2 separate regions of the Mus musculus genome follow, and region 1 is linked to region 2. A link is a contact called in public Hi-C data. All regions are on one chromosome and are shown on one strand. Each heading gives the region's core, a stretch centred on a gene start, on an enhancer-like site or on the middle of the called end of the contact. The rest is flanking DNA. Distances are from core to core; before and after follow the strand shown. Region 1 has its middle 35 kb from the start of Gm46886. Region 2 has its middle 120 kb from the start of Mpdz.

Region 1 (6,149 bases), core at 3,187-5,686, 410 kb after region 2:
CAGTATAATAGGCAGCCAGTCACCCTACTAGGCATAGCAGTACAATAGACAGGCAATGTCCCAGTGGCAATGATGTTCAGGGATGGTTGGGAATTTCCATCAGAGGATCTTAATCCAGTAGCTGGAGTTGTCACCATGAGTACCTCTAGGCCCATTAAAATGACTTCAGGTCACCTCCACTGAGCCTGCCCATTCACTCCAAAACAATTATCCTAATCCCCTTAGCAGACCCAATCCCTTAACACTTATGAAGTGCCCTACTATGCAGGGTGCTGACATTTTCCAACAACACTGGCTTCTTTGAAATGCCAATCAAAAATCCTTCTTGTTAAAATACATGACCCTTTCTGCAAGTATAAACAGACCTTCATACATCATCGCCACCACCATCATTAAAAAGCACTTACAGTACACCCACCTGTGTGTGATGCTGTGCTGCTAGGCCCAGCCCAAGCAAGGGCCTGAAGTGCTGACCTCAGGCAGGACCAGTTACAAACCTGCCACTTCAAGGTTCTTCTCCTGCTTATTTAACAGTCTGTGCCCCTGGGCATAGGTCGGCACTAGACCATTTCTGGAGGCTGTGTAATTGCCTCAAGAGGATTAATTAGCTGCTCAACATTGCAGCTCTTAGAGTAGTCTCATGTGGCAAAGCTCAGCACTATAAAGTTTTACCAAAATGCTCCTTCCCAGAACTTTAGTCACCACTCCCTTGTCCTCAAGTTTGCGGTTCTCCAGGAGCCGATCCCGAAGTTTCTTACACAGATTTTGACTTCTTCCTCATGTCATTCTTTTGATTACCCCACCACTAAGGAAGCAAAGTAAAATAGATGCAATGAATGATGATCCAATTTTCATGGTTCTGGCAAGCAAACCCATGGCAGGGGTTGTAGATTTGTCTATCACTCTATCTCTAGCTCAGGTAATTTTGGAGAAACCTTCCAAGACACAAGTTTCTCCCAAGTAAAATGGTAACCATGCACAAAGCCACCAGTTGTTCTGAAGGTTAATTGAAGCAATATATTCTGAAGATAGACCCTCTGAGTCTCGGCAGCATTGGGATCCCAATATTACACTGTGGTTAAATTATCATAGACAAGACTAACATTGCCTCTCAAATCCAGGTTGATGAATGAGAAAGTCTGTCTTTGAAACAGGGAAGAACTTTGCAGAAATTTACAATCACAGCTAGGCATGGTAAATTATGTAAAAAGCAATTTACAATCATGAAAAGGAGAGCAGAGCATAGAAAAAAATCACAACTTCATGAGAATAGGAGATATATTAGCAGCGTGAAGTATGAGGGAAGTTAAGGGCAAAGACTGGGCATGTGGGGAATAAAAAAGATTCCCTGGGAAGTAATAGAGTAGAGGTAAAACCTGAGGCAGAAAGAGGCGGGGGAAGAAGATCTGTTTAATTGGCCATTCATTCACCAGTTTCCTTGTCCTTCATTCAACAAGAGTTTACCATTGTCTCACATATGCCTGACACCATGCTTGAAATATTTATGTGATTCCTGATGAAAGAAGAGATGTGTAAACCAAAATGAAAATGGATATGGGTGTAGGAATTTAGCTCTTGCCTACATGACTTGAAAGTTCTCATTACCACTATGCTATGGTTTATACCTTGAGTACTCCAACTGGGCCCAAGAGTGGCGTATGTTTTATATGAACTTAGAAGTTGATAACGGTAAAAGGAGAGAATAAGATGATTCTTCAAAAGTGGTTCCAAACCTGGCCTGGTGATACATGAGTTAATTCCCACACTGGGGAGGCTGAGGAAAGAATCTTCCAGACAAGATGGGATTGTGTGGCAAGAACTTGTCTCAATAATAACAAAAAACAGCTCAAAACCAACATTCTTATTTCAATATGTTTTTAAATTTCCTTCTTGCCTTTTCTCACAAGGCATGTTGGATCTCTCTGCGTTAGTCACACCCCTTGCATCTTGGGAAAACTGATGGCACCACAGAGGGCACACTGAAGATGCAATCTCCTTTCCAGTCAGTTTTCCTTTGACATTGTTAACTTATTGACAAGAATGAAATAGATCCCTTACCCAGAGTTCAAGAAATGTCTACAAATGCCTGTGACCTACTCCTGTGGCTGTCTTACCCCATTGTATCTTTCTCAGAGTCTGGCAGTAATGGGTGGCATACATGTCAAAAGTTCTAAGAAGGGTGCTTTATCACCAGATGGTTTGACTCAAATGTGATATGGGCTGGAGCTGGCAAGCAATCTCAAGAAAGAAAACAAGTGTATAGAGATGGATGTGCCTGGAGATATCCTTTGATTTCACTAGTCCCTTGCTCAGCCTCACTCTCCATTTTTGACTCAATGCCCAGGGTGACCCATCAGAACAAGTCTCCAGAACTTCAACATCTTTGCTCAAAAATGGAAACAATAGTGCACACTAATAGTGCAGGCATCAGCAAAAGCACACAACGCCAGTTTATTAATATTCTAGAACAAGTCTACTTAAAGCAACCTTTTAAGTCCCATGTCATATCATCCTTTATAATTTTAATTAAAATGTTCACTACATTTATTTATTATAGAGTAGTGCATGCCACGGTGCACATGGGGAGGCCAGAGGAACAACTTATGGGAGTCAGTTCTTTCCTTAGAACATGTGGGTCCCAGATGGAACTCAGGTCATTAGGCTTGGCAGCAAGCACCTTCAACTGCTGAGATATTTTGCAGCCCATCCATCCTTCATCATTTTGATTATAGATCTCCCTACAGCTTGAAAGCGTCTCTTTTTATTCACCTGCTCATTTGTCCAGTTGGTCGTTCTCTCGCTCATTAAAATATACAGTCCAAGGGGATAGAGGTTTTCTCTGTAATGTATTAGGTTTTACCTGCTCTTAGGAGGCATCCAAGTCCATGAATGTTTGTAGAATGTGAAAGAGACCATTGATTAGTGATAAGTACCCATCTATAATCCTATACACACACACACACACACACACACACACACACACACACACACACACACACATATATATATATATATATATATATATATATATATATATATATATATATAATTTTTACTAGATAATACTCTTATGTACTCAACAATCATAATTTTAAAATCTACATGTTTATCCTAATGTGCGTGCGTGTGTGTGTGTGTGTGTGTGTATATATGAATACTACAATACTGGGGTACTGGGGAGTGGTAGTCTCTGGAACTGAACCTAGAAACCAGTTTATATTTCTTCTATGACAGGGCAGCTGTCTACCTGTTCATTTCTTTTGTTCATAAGATGACTGTCATTCTCCCTTACCCTAGTCTGATTTAGAATCTGCTCAGTAGCTGCAGCCCTCTTTACAGTTCATACCTACCACTTCCATGTGCCTAGCCAGTGGTAACTATGCACGATCTGATATCTGATATCATTATGAGTCCTCTTTACAAAGTTTGGGGTCTGGTAATTCAACTTTCTTTAGAGTCACTAGTTTAACTCCTTACTGAAACATAGGACATTGAGCCCTATCTCCAATGGTATAAACCCTCCCAAAGCAAACCCACAGATCTGATATTCCACAACAATGAGTTTGAGGCCACACATGAGGCAGCCACTGCTGGCCACATCCCAGCTGTGCTGCAGAAGGGTGACTAGCAGCCATGGTTTCCAGCTCAGGCTTCTGTAAGGCATCTCCAGAGGCGTTGGCAGTGTTAATTGCTAGCTCCTTCTGGCATGCCAGCCATGCTTCTTCATCGGGAAGACCATGCCATGTGCAAATAGCCCCCTGTGGTACTGCGACAGAACCCACATTTGGCAGCAAGCAGCAACATTTTAAAAGATGTTTTATTTGCTTTAGAGTTAGGTTCATTATGCCCTACCCCATCCTCCTGCTGACATTTGGGGACTGAAATATGTTTTTTTGTTTGTCTTGTTTTGTTTTTGTTTTTCCCATTTGTGGTGGGATTTCATCAGGTTACAAAGTTCTGTGTCCAGTGAGATTGTTGCAGAAGGGAGCCCATAGCTGAGTGTATGGACTAGTGTTTATATTCAGGAGTGTGGGAGCAAGGAGCTGTTACATGGGAAGGGAACACAGTGGGAAAAAGAATCTTCCTCTTTCTGAAGCCTGTGACTGACTTCCGTTCTGCAGTACTGCCCCACATGACCTAAGTCATTCTCATATCATTTTAAATTCTCCCTGTAGAGCTCCTCAAAGGGAGCCTTGGTTGTGACAAGCAAGCTTCTGTGGCTGACTTCCTGTAAGCAGAATCTCCACATCATTTTTCTGCCTGATTTAACTTGATCCTTCAGTAACCGGGATTTAGCCAGCTACTCTATGAAACGACACCAAGTCACATTCCCAAGGTCCGTAATATGCCATTCATTAGGATGACTCTCTTGGCATCCACTGTGGGTGTCCTCTTGCTACACCGTAAGACCTAGGGCAACAGAAAGAAGCCAAGCCACTGAAACAGCTGCTGTAGGAAGCGCTGTGGTCAGAGGGCCAACGCCAACGCCAAAGGCATGCAGCAACTGAAATGCAGATGTTCGATTTGGCAACACGACATGGCATGTGGGCCGTTCTGAGTCAGTGAACCAAGTGGGGTGACAAGGGTTTTCTTCTTACAGAGTTTGTCCTGAGATTGAAATTGCTAGATTGAATTCTCTTACTTCAAGAGATTAACTGATTAGCTACTGGGGACTCATGCAGTGAGAACATTTTGTTCTTTCTTGTCCCTTTCGTGGGATAGATCTTCAGGTGGAACAAAGAGATATGTACTCAACAGTCCTGCTTCATCTGAAAAGCCACCACTGGGGAGTCTCCCAGACACATGTGAAACAGAAACTCTTTGTTCTTGAGGCTCATAATCTAAGTTTCCTATCTTAAATTAAAGACAGGAAAAATAACACAAACAAACAAACAAACAAATCTCATACTCATCTCCAAGGTTGACACTTATACTACTTAGCTCTCCTAAGTTATATGTGCCTTCCCTAAAGTTTAATAGAAAGCTCTAAATTCTTCCACAAATTTCACATGCTGAATTCCTCATTGTTAGCACCTCAGATAATTATCTTATTTGGAAATTGAGTCAAGAACATGTATATGTATGTGTATGTGTATGTGTATGTGTGTGTGTATGTGTATGTGTATGTGTATGTGTGTGTGTGTGTGTGTGTGTGTGTGTGTGTATGTGTATGTGTATGTGTATGTGTATGTGTATGTGTATGTGTATGTGTATGTGTATGTGTATGTGTATGTGTATGATCAGTGTAGTTGAGATAAGGTCACAGTAGAGTCTAATGTGTATCTTACCTCATAAGATTGTTATCCTTATTAAAGGGGATATTGACCAGAGACATGTAGAGAGAACAGCATGTGAACAGAAGGGCAGAGATAGAGCAAGGAACACCAAGAATGCCAAGGAATATCAAAGTCACCAGCAAGTCACCAAGAACTAGGGGGATTAAAGGTGTGGAGAGGGATTTTGCTTCCTAAGGAGGGACCAAACAAAGTCACCACATAGGAGTACACTATAGTATTCTGGGACTATTTATGAGAGAGGAAGTTTCTGTCCTTGATTCTGTTTGTGGTGCTTGTTATAGCAACCTTAGCAAACTAATTCATACAGTTATTGCTTTCTGGTCTGTGGGCCCCCATCGTTCAAATTAAAGTCCTTGGGCTAATTCTCTCCACTAATTTTCCACACACGCTTTAGGGATTAAAAAGTTGAAAATGGATGTAGAAAATGAACAGATCCTGTTACACCGTTTTCAGTATCTTTTCAGTGTATTTAACAAAGCTATTGGTAAACCCTATATGAGTCGAAAAGTCAATGCCCTTTCGAGGCCACGGAAAAGGAGGATTTTAAGGCCACGGAAAAGGAGGATTTTAAGAAGTGGTGACTTTGAAGCAGGTATTGTGATATGATGAGACTTGAGTATACCGTGGGGCTTGCTCTGAGAAACAGGATCTGTAAGATGATAAAAGCCAAAGGCGACTCAGTGTGTTATGGTCAGAATGGAAGGGTGCCTCACATATACTAGCTCCAGAGGTCAGAGAAACACCATTTGTGTCTATAGTAGCTAACATCCCTCTTTTTTTTTTTTTTTCCAGATTTAGAAATGAACCGGAAACTTCAGAGACTAAGTCTGATGGGGAGAAGTTTCTACCCAG
Region 2 (6,093 bases), core at 2,391-4,890:
CTGAGCAATCTCTGCAGGACTTCTGGACTGCTTTGATATTGGGCTTTTATAATAATGAATGTCTTTCTTTAAGTACCTAATCTTCTACTGGGTTTCCATCTGTATAGTCAACAGATGATATTAGGCCCTTCTTTCTGCCAGGTAGTGGAATATAGACGTGAACAGAATAGTCACCCAGCCTGGATGTGGGTTGTCTTGGTGGAAAGCAACCCATCTTGGGAAACCTTAAATCTGAGCTAGCTACCACAATGGGGGCCTCTCTTTATGTGGAAGAACATGTAAAATGGGTATGGCCTGCTGAGCAACATCAGAGATGGTTTCCACAAGGAAGCGCTGCCTGAGAAAAGGCAAAATGAAGGGAGATGACCTTGAAGGCAAGACTGAAAGACAGGCTTCTAAGGGGTCTATCTGGCAGGAGAAAGCAGAGAGAGAGAGAGAGAGAGAGAGAGAGAGAGAGAGAGAGAGAGAGAGAGAGAGAGAGAGAGAGAGACAGAGAGAGAGACAGAGAGAGAGAGACAGAGAGAGACAGAGAGACAGAGAGAGAGAGACAGAGACAGAAAGACAGAGACAGAGACAGAGACAGAGAGACAGAGAGAGGGAGGGAGGGAGGGAGAGAGGGAGAAAGGGAAAGAGAAGCTCCTGCGGAAGGGGTTCATTCACCAAGACCTGTGGCCACATAGTCTTAACTTAGCAGTGTGAACTAGACAATGCCCTCCCTTTGTAGGGTAGCGCCACAAAGCTAAAAGAGTTTAACTGATTCAAAGCCATGAGCAGGCAGAGATGTCTCCCAGACAAGGCTAGAAGGAAATTTACCCACTTCTGAATCTGAGATTTGAGCTGCTGCCCTCCCTGCACATTTTGTCCAGAGGCAGTTGCCTTTAGAAACCCACGGAAGGACAGTGTCACGCCACACACAGGTTCAGTAGTACATTGGTTCATTCACCTGAGACGTTTTTCTTGTTCATTATGTATGCAGAAATAGTAAGGGTTGTTTCTTATGTACCAGACATCCTATTAGAGTATATTGTAAACTTTATCTCATGAGAATCTCAGTAAACCCCATAGATTAAGTAGAATGCTGTTACCATCCTCTTTCCATGAAAGAAGTAATCCGAGATTAACAAGTTTGAGTGTCCTACCTTAGGTCACACAGTTTAGAAACAGCAGAGAAGACCCTTGAATGGGGTGGGGGAAGAACCTGCCGTAGGAAAAAAGATTCTCTGAAGCTTTGACACAGTTAGGAATGCTTTAGGAAACCACTGTGGTTTCCTAAATTACAACAGAAAGTTTAATACGAAGGGTGGCGATTTAACAGAAATGTTTCTTTCTGGATGATAAAGGTAGCATCTCTCTCTCTCTCTCTCTCTCTCTCTCTCTCTCTCTCTCTCTCTCTCTCTCTGTCTGTGTGTGTATGTATGTATGTATGTATGTATGTATGTATGTATATGCACACACGTGTGCGCGTGCCAGAGTGAGAGAATACAGTTATAAAGGCGAGGAGTTGATGGGAGGAGGTGAGAGTTGAAGAACGCTTCTAATTTAGCAGCCTACAATTTACTAGAAATTTATGGCAACCCTCCCACCACAGACTGGTGGAGGTGAGGGAGGGTCGTCGGGGAAAGCCTGTGCAGTGGAGCCAGAGCATCCACGCAGCAAGCTCAGGCCACTCTGCTCCTTCCTCTGTCAGTAGGAAACGCTTGCTTTGCCTTCTGGTGCCTTCACACCAACATTCCTGACTCTCTCACACCCGCCTCTCGTGTAAAGCTTGTCAGGTCTCACTTGGTGAAGTGAGTGAGACTGGAGAACATCAGAATGTGCTGTTCAGGAGTTCTGCTTCAGAGCAGGGAGCCAGGCTGCATAAAAATGTGGCCAACGCTGCAGTGCGTGGGGGGATTTAAGGCAGCGGCAGCACTCACGGAGTGAGACCAATGAGATTCATTGCAGGTGTAGACCGTGGCAGTCTCCACGAAGTCTGGAGCAAGGGCTTTGGCAGGAACATATTTTTTATTTTATTTTTCAGTTCTTTGATTGCCTTAATTAAAATACCCATTGCAGCAAATGTTAGCACTTAGTAAAAGAACCCAGTGTATCTTTGCCTCAAAGTTGTGTGAGAATTAGAAATGATCTATGGTTCCTAAAAGAAATAACCATAAAGAAAGAGCTTGGATTTTTTTTTTTTTTTTTAACACAGCAAGAAGCATGGAAGTATAATGTAAGAATCTGAAACTTCCATTAAGACTTCTCAGTTTTCGGAATCCAAGTTTCATATTTGTGCCTGGTGGTAGTAAATGCGAATGTTAACCCAACCCTAATTGTTTTTTAGCTTTTGCCCTGACTGTAATAAAGGCTCCCAGGCTAGGAAATGGTTCACAATTTGTTAGTGGAACAGGAAATTTTTATTGGTAGTGGAGCATCCACATGACTGCTGATTTCTATTTATAAAATTCTTCGCATTTTTCCTTCAGGTTTACCAAGGGATTTGGTATTTTCTAAGACATTTAATTTGGTGTCTGGGTGCTTCGCTAAGTAAATAAACAGAAATTTTCTTTCTGTTGCTAGACAAAAAAAAAAAAAAAGTTTTCTTTTAGAAGTCAGTAGAGGGCGCTGTTGGCATTTGATTTGGCTTTCTAATACCGTAGATGTTCCCTTCTTAATTAATTCAATGTTTGAAATCAAACCTCCGTTTAAATGTAATGATATTAATATGTGAGAATAGATGTGTAAACGTGGAGATTTTCCATTCCCATTAAACCCACAGAACCAAAGGTCTCTAGTTCTCCTCTGAGCCCCTTTGAGAGTACTTATGTATAGAAATGTTGGCTGCTATACATTAAAGCTGCACACAGTTGAGTTCATGCATCCAGGCAATGATTCAACATTTTGGAGACTGATTGCAAGTCGGGGAAGAAGGCAGCTTCCTGTGGTTTTCAAGAAAAAGGGGGAGAAAAGAAGGCAAAAGAGACATTAGCCTTAGAGCCCTACTTTTTAAGTTTTTCAAAAGAAACATTCTATTTGCTAGGTTTAAGGTAAAATTTATTATAGTTAATCCAGGAGTAAATATGTTTTGCAGTTAAGATTCTAGGTACATTTGACACTATTTTTATCCTTAATTTTTAAAAAGTTATTCTATTCCTTCTATTCCAGTTTGAGTTCCTTGGCCACAGGCTATAAAGATTACCACAGTCCCAGTATTTGAAGGATATTTCTACTTTTGGTTCATAGACTTTCATTAAAATAGACTACAAAATAACAATCTCTAAGAACCCCACTCAAGTTTTGTATTTATTTGGCTGATACCTCTATGATGTGTGTGCACTAGCTGTAAGTAGGAAACCGTGGATCTGTGGGGAACCAATGAAGAGAGGATGGAGACTTTATTTTCAAAGGGCCTCCAAGAATAAATACACAGCCAAGCAGCCCAGGTGAGCAAAATGAATGCTGGCTTCTGATCCATCTAGAGTTTTCTCTGTAAAGTGAAGATGAACGTAAAGTGCGCAGCGTTTAAATCAGTGACATTAAAGACTTACCACTTTACCAATCCTAAAATAGAAAATGACTCTCGGGGACAGTGAAGGAGGCAGCCTTCTGTTTGTGGTATTGTAGCAACGGCTTCTGAGGCACCCCTCACACACATACCGCTGTTGCCCAGGGTGGAAGGCTCCTTCCCTGGGTTGCACAAAACAGGGCATGCAGTTGATCGTGTTTCTGAGTATACAAAGAAGTGCTACTTTCTGGGGACAGTAAAACACATTGCATTTTGCAAACAAAACATCAAGCCAAAGGCATGTCACTGTTCACAAAACACATGGAACTTGTTGGAAGGCAAAGGGAAAGAGATCGTTGGCGTTTTAGTGGAAAGGTAGAAAAGAACTATGATATCATCAGGCAGCATCGGGTTCTCTCCGATCGTTTACACTCTTTAGTGTGTCAGGGTTGGTCTGTGCTTGTGTTGATTTCCGGCCTTCCAATCGAGATTAGTTTTACTTTTCATTCTCATAGGAAAAGCGTGACTCTGTCGTTCAGGTAGAATCGAAAAACAAATAGAAATGCTTTGTGGTTCTTAAATGATCTAGATAGCTGGGCAAAAAGGCCCAGTACTATTGCAAGTATAATTTTAGGTGAAAATTTTGTTCCATGTGAAGCATTAATTTTAATAGAGACTTATATATAAATGCTCATTTGAATAATAATGTAAAATTAAATTTAAATTGTAAATACCGTCCAGTACTAGCTGTTTTCTGGCTCGAATTCTTCAGCACATATGGTGCTAGCATAAGCTTGTGCCTGTCTGCCTACTCTGGGTAATTTTGCATGCAAATAGTTTTAGTGCCTATGTTGAGGTGCTAAAACGTGTTTAGTACACTTGAAAATATTTGCATTGCAAAAGGAGAGTGAATCTCCTGAGGAAAATCGAATTGATATTTTGTATTAAGAGACCACTCTGGGTACCGTGTGGTCTTCTTCTATGAAGAATTCTGTTTACAGTACAGCTAGCATTTTTAATTGACCTTTAGAAGAAAAGGTCTGGCAATAGCTTTGCCAACTTTATAAACCGTTGGGCCATCTTCTGGCAACGTTCTTCACACGAATCAGTGGGGCAGAGAGAGAAGGACGTTATCTAGCGGCTTTTGCTGGACTGTCACTTCTCAAGCCTCAGTTTGGTGGACTGGTAAGAGAACTCTGAAAATTATAAACCCAGTTTCAGCTGGAATGAGCCTAACCAATTAGCTAACTAGCTAACCAACTAGCTCAGGGAAGGCTTGCATGCAGGGGAGCAGCCGTGGTTGCCGGGCGTGAGGCCCCACACAGGGTTCCATTTGCCTCAATCCCATCTGCTGCATTTACGGGAACCAGTTCGTTAAGTCTGAATTGAATCCAAATAAAATGCGTTTCTGACGCAAAGCCGATGACTGGTGCCATTCTCCACTGCATTATGTCAAATTAGAGTTTGTTTGGAAAAGAGGTTACAGAGAGCCTGTGCAAATGTCGCTTGCACGGAACATTGATCGAGTAAGAGTTCTGCACAAATTCAACCGCCACTTGCTATAAACAAATTTGCCCCTCCCTAGTTTGACTCCTATTCACCAAGACTGAATCAAAATATTAGAACCTCTAATGAAGTAATAAATAAAATTCAAGACAGGCTAGTAAAAGGTTGGTGGAACTTCTCTGACAGCCATCTTTTCCACGTTTTTAGAGAATTTCATTTTATTACCTATGCTAGTTGGGGAGGAGTGCGTCCTTATAAAATGAAAGTAGTCCAGTGTCTGCAAAAGAACCAAATGATAAGAGGCACAACGGAGGAAGCCAGCATAGAGGATTTCCCTCCCTGCATCTCTCTCCGTAGAGAAGGGAGGCCATGGGATGCTAATGACTTCTGTTGTTGGAGATGGGCAAGTCTGTTTTACCCCAAGCTCCACCAAGAAAGAACTGCCTACTACAGATTGGATGGAGCTTAGAAAGAACTCCAGGGTGTACTCCGGATATTTGTTCTCTTCATCCCTGTCACTTCCCGTAGTGTCTAAGGTGTAGTAGCATTGTGTACTACTAAATATCAGAGATAGGTAGCAGGCAAGAGACAAAGGGAACTCTTTACAAACACAAGCCAGCTTAGAAGGGCTGTCTTTACTATGGGATGAAACTCCTGGTGGCAATCTATTTCTTTACTTTTTTTTTCCTTTTGGGAAAAAAAAAAAAGAGGCCTCTGCTTTATGTAGGACCTTTGCACATCCATCAACCTATTAAGCAACTAAATAAAGCAGTATATGAACAATAAATCATTTTGAATTTCATGCATGCACAAACCTTTTGATACCAAATTGACAAGAGAAACTTGGGTCTGGAGGAGGCTACAGACACTCCTCCAACAGTGTTGCATGTAAGATTAGGAGTTGTTCTCCACTCCTGTCAACTGCTCATTCTGGGTTCCAAATCTCGGGGCTTCTCTTTCCTCTGGTGATGGTGGAGACTAGGATGCTCAGCATGGAATTGTGTGTGTGTGTGTGTGTGTGTGTGTGTGTGTGTAAGAGCCTGCTAGCACATGTGTGGTTGAGGGGGTGGGGGAGCACGCTGTTCAGGATAAACCCACCACAC

What was found. A called contact is a pair of places that touch in the nucleus more often than the background predicts.
Region 1: a Hi-C map of myocytes shows a contact between it and region 2, with 5 times the contacts expected there. The contact joins two enhancer-like sites. A contact is called at or near these places in 3 of 484 Hi-C or Micro-C datasets (the C2C12 cell line, cerebellum and myocytes) and 2 of 115 datasets of contacts at active chromatin or transcription factors (astrocytes and embryonic basal ganglia).

The regions. Positions count from the first base shown.
Region 1 is chr4:81,966,220-81,972,368 of GRCm38.p6, forward strand. No RefSeq gene overlaps it. Among named protein-coding and RNA genes, the nearest start is that of Gm46886, 35 kb to the left of the region's middle. Within about 2 kb of position 4,437, at least 27 of the 459 cell types and tissues checked have an H3K27ac peak or open chromatin away from gene starts, as enhancers often do. A contact at or near this core is called in myocytes, where this site is marked.
Region 2 is chr4:81,561,936-81,568,028 of GRCm38.p6, forward strand. No RefSeq gene overlaps it. Among named protein-coding and RNA genes, the nearest start is that of Mpdz, 120 kb to the left of the region's middle. Within about 2 kb of position 3,641, at least 33 of the 459 cell types and tissues checked have an H3K27ac peak or open chromatin away from gene starts, as enhancers often do. A contact at or near this core is called in myocytes, where this site is marked.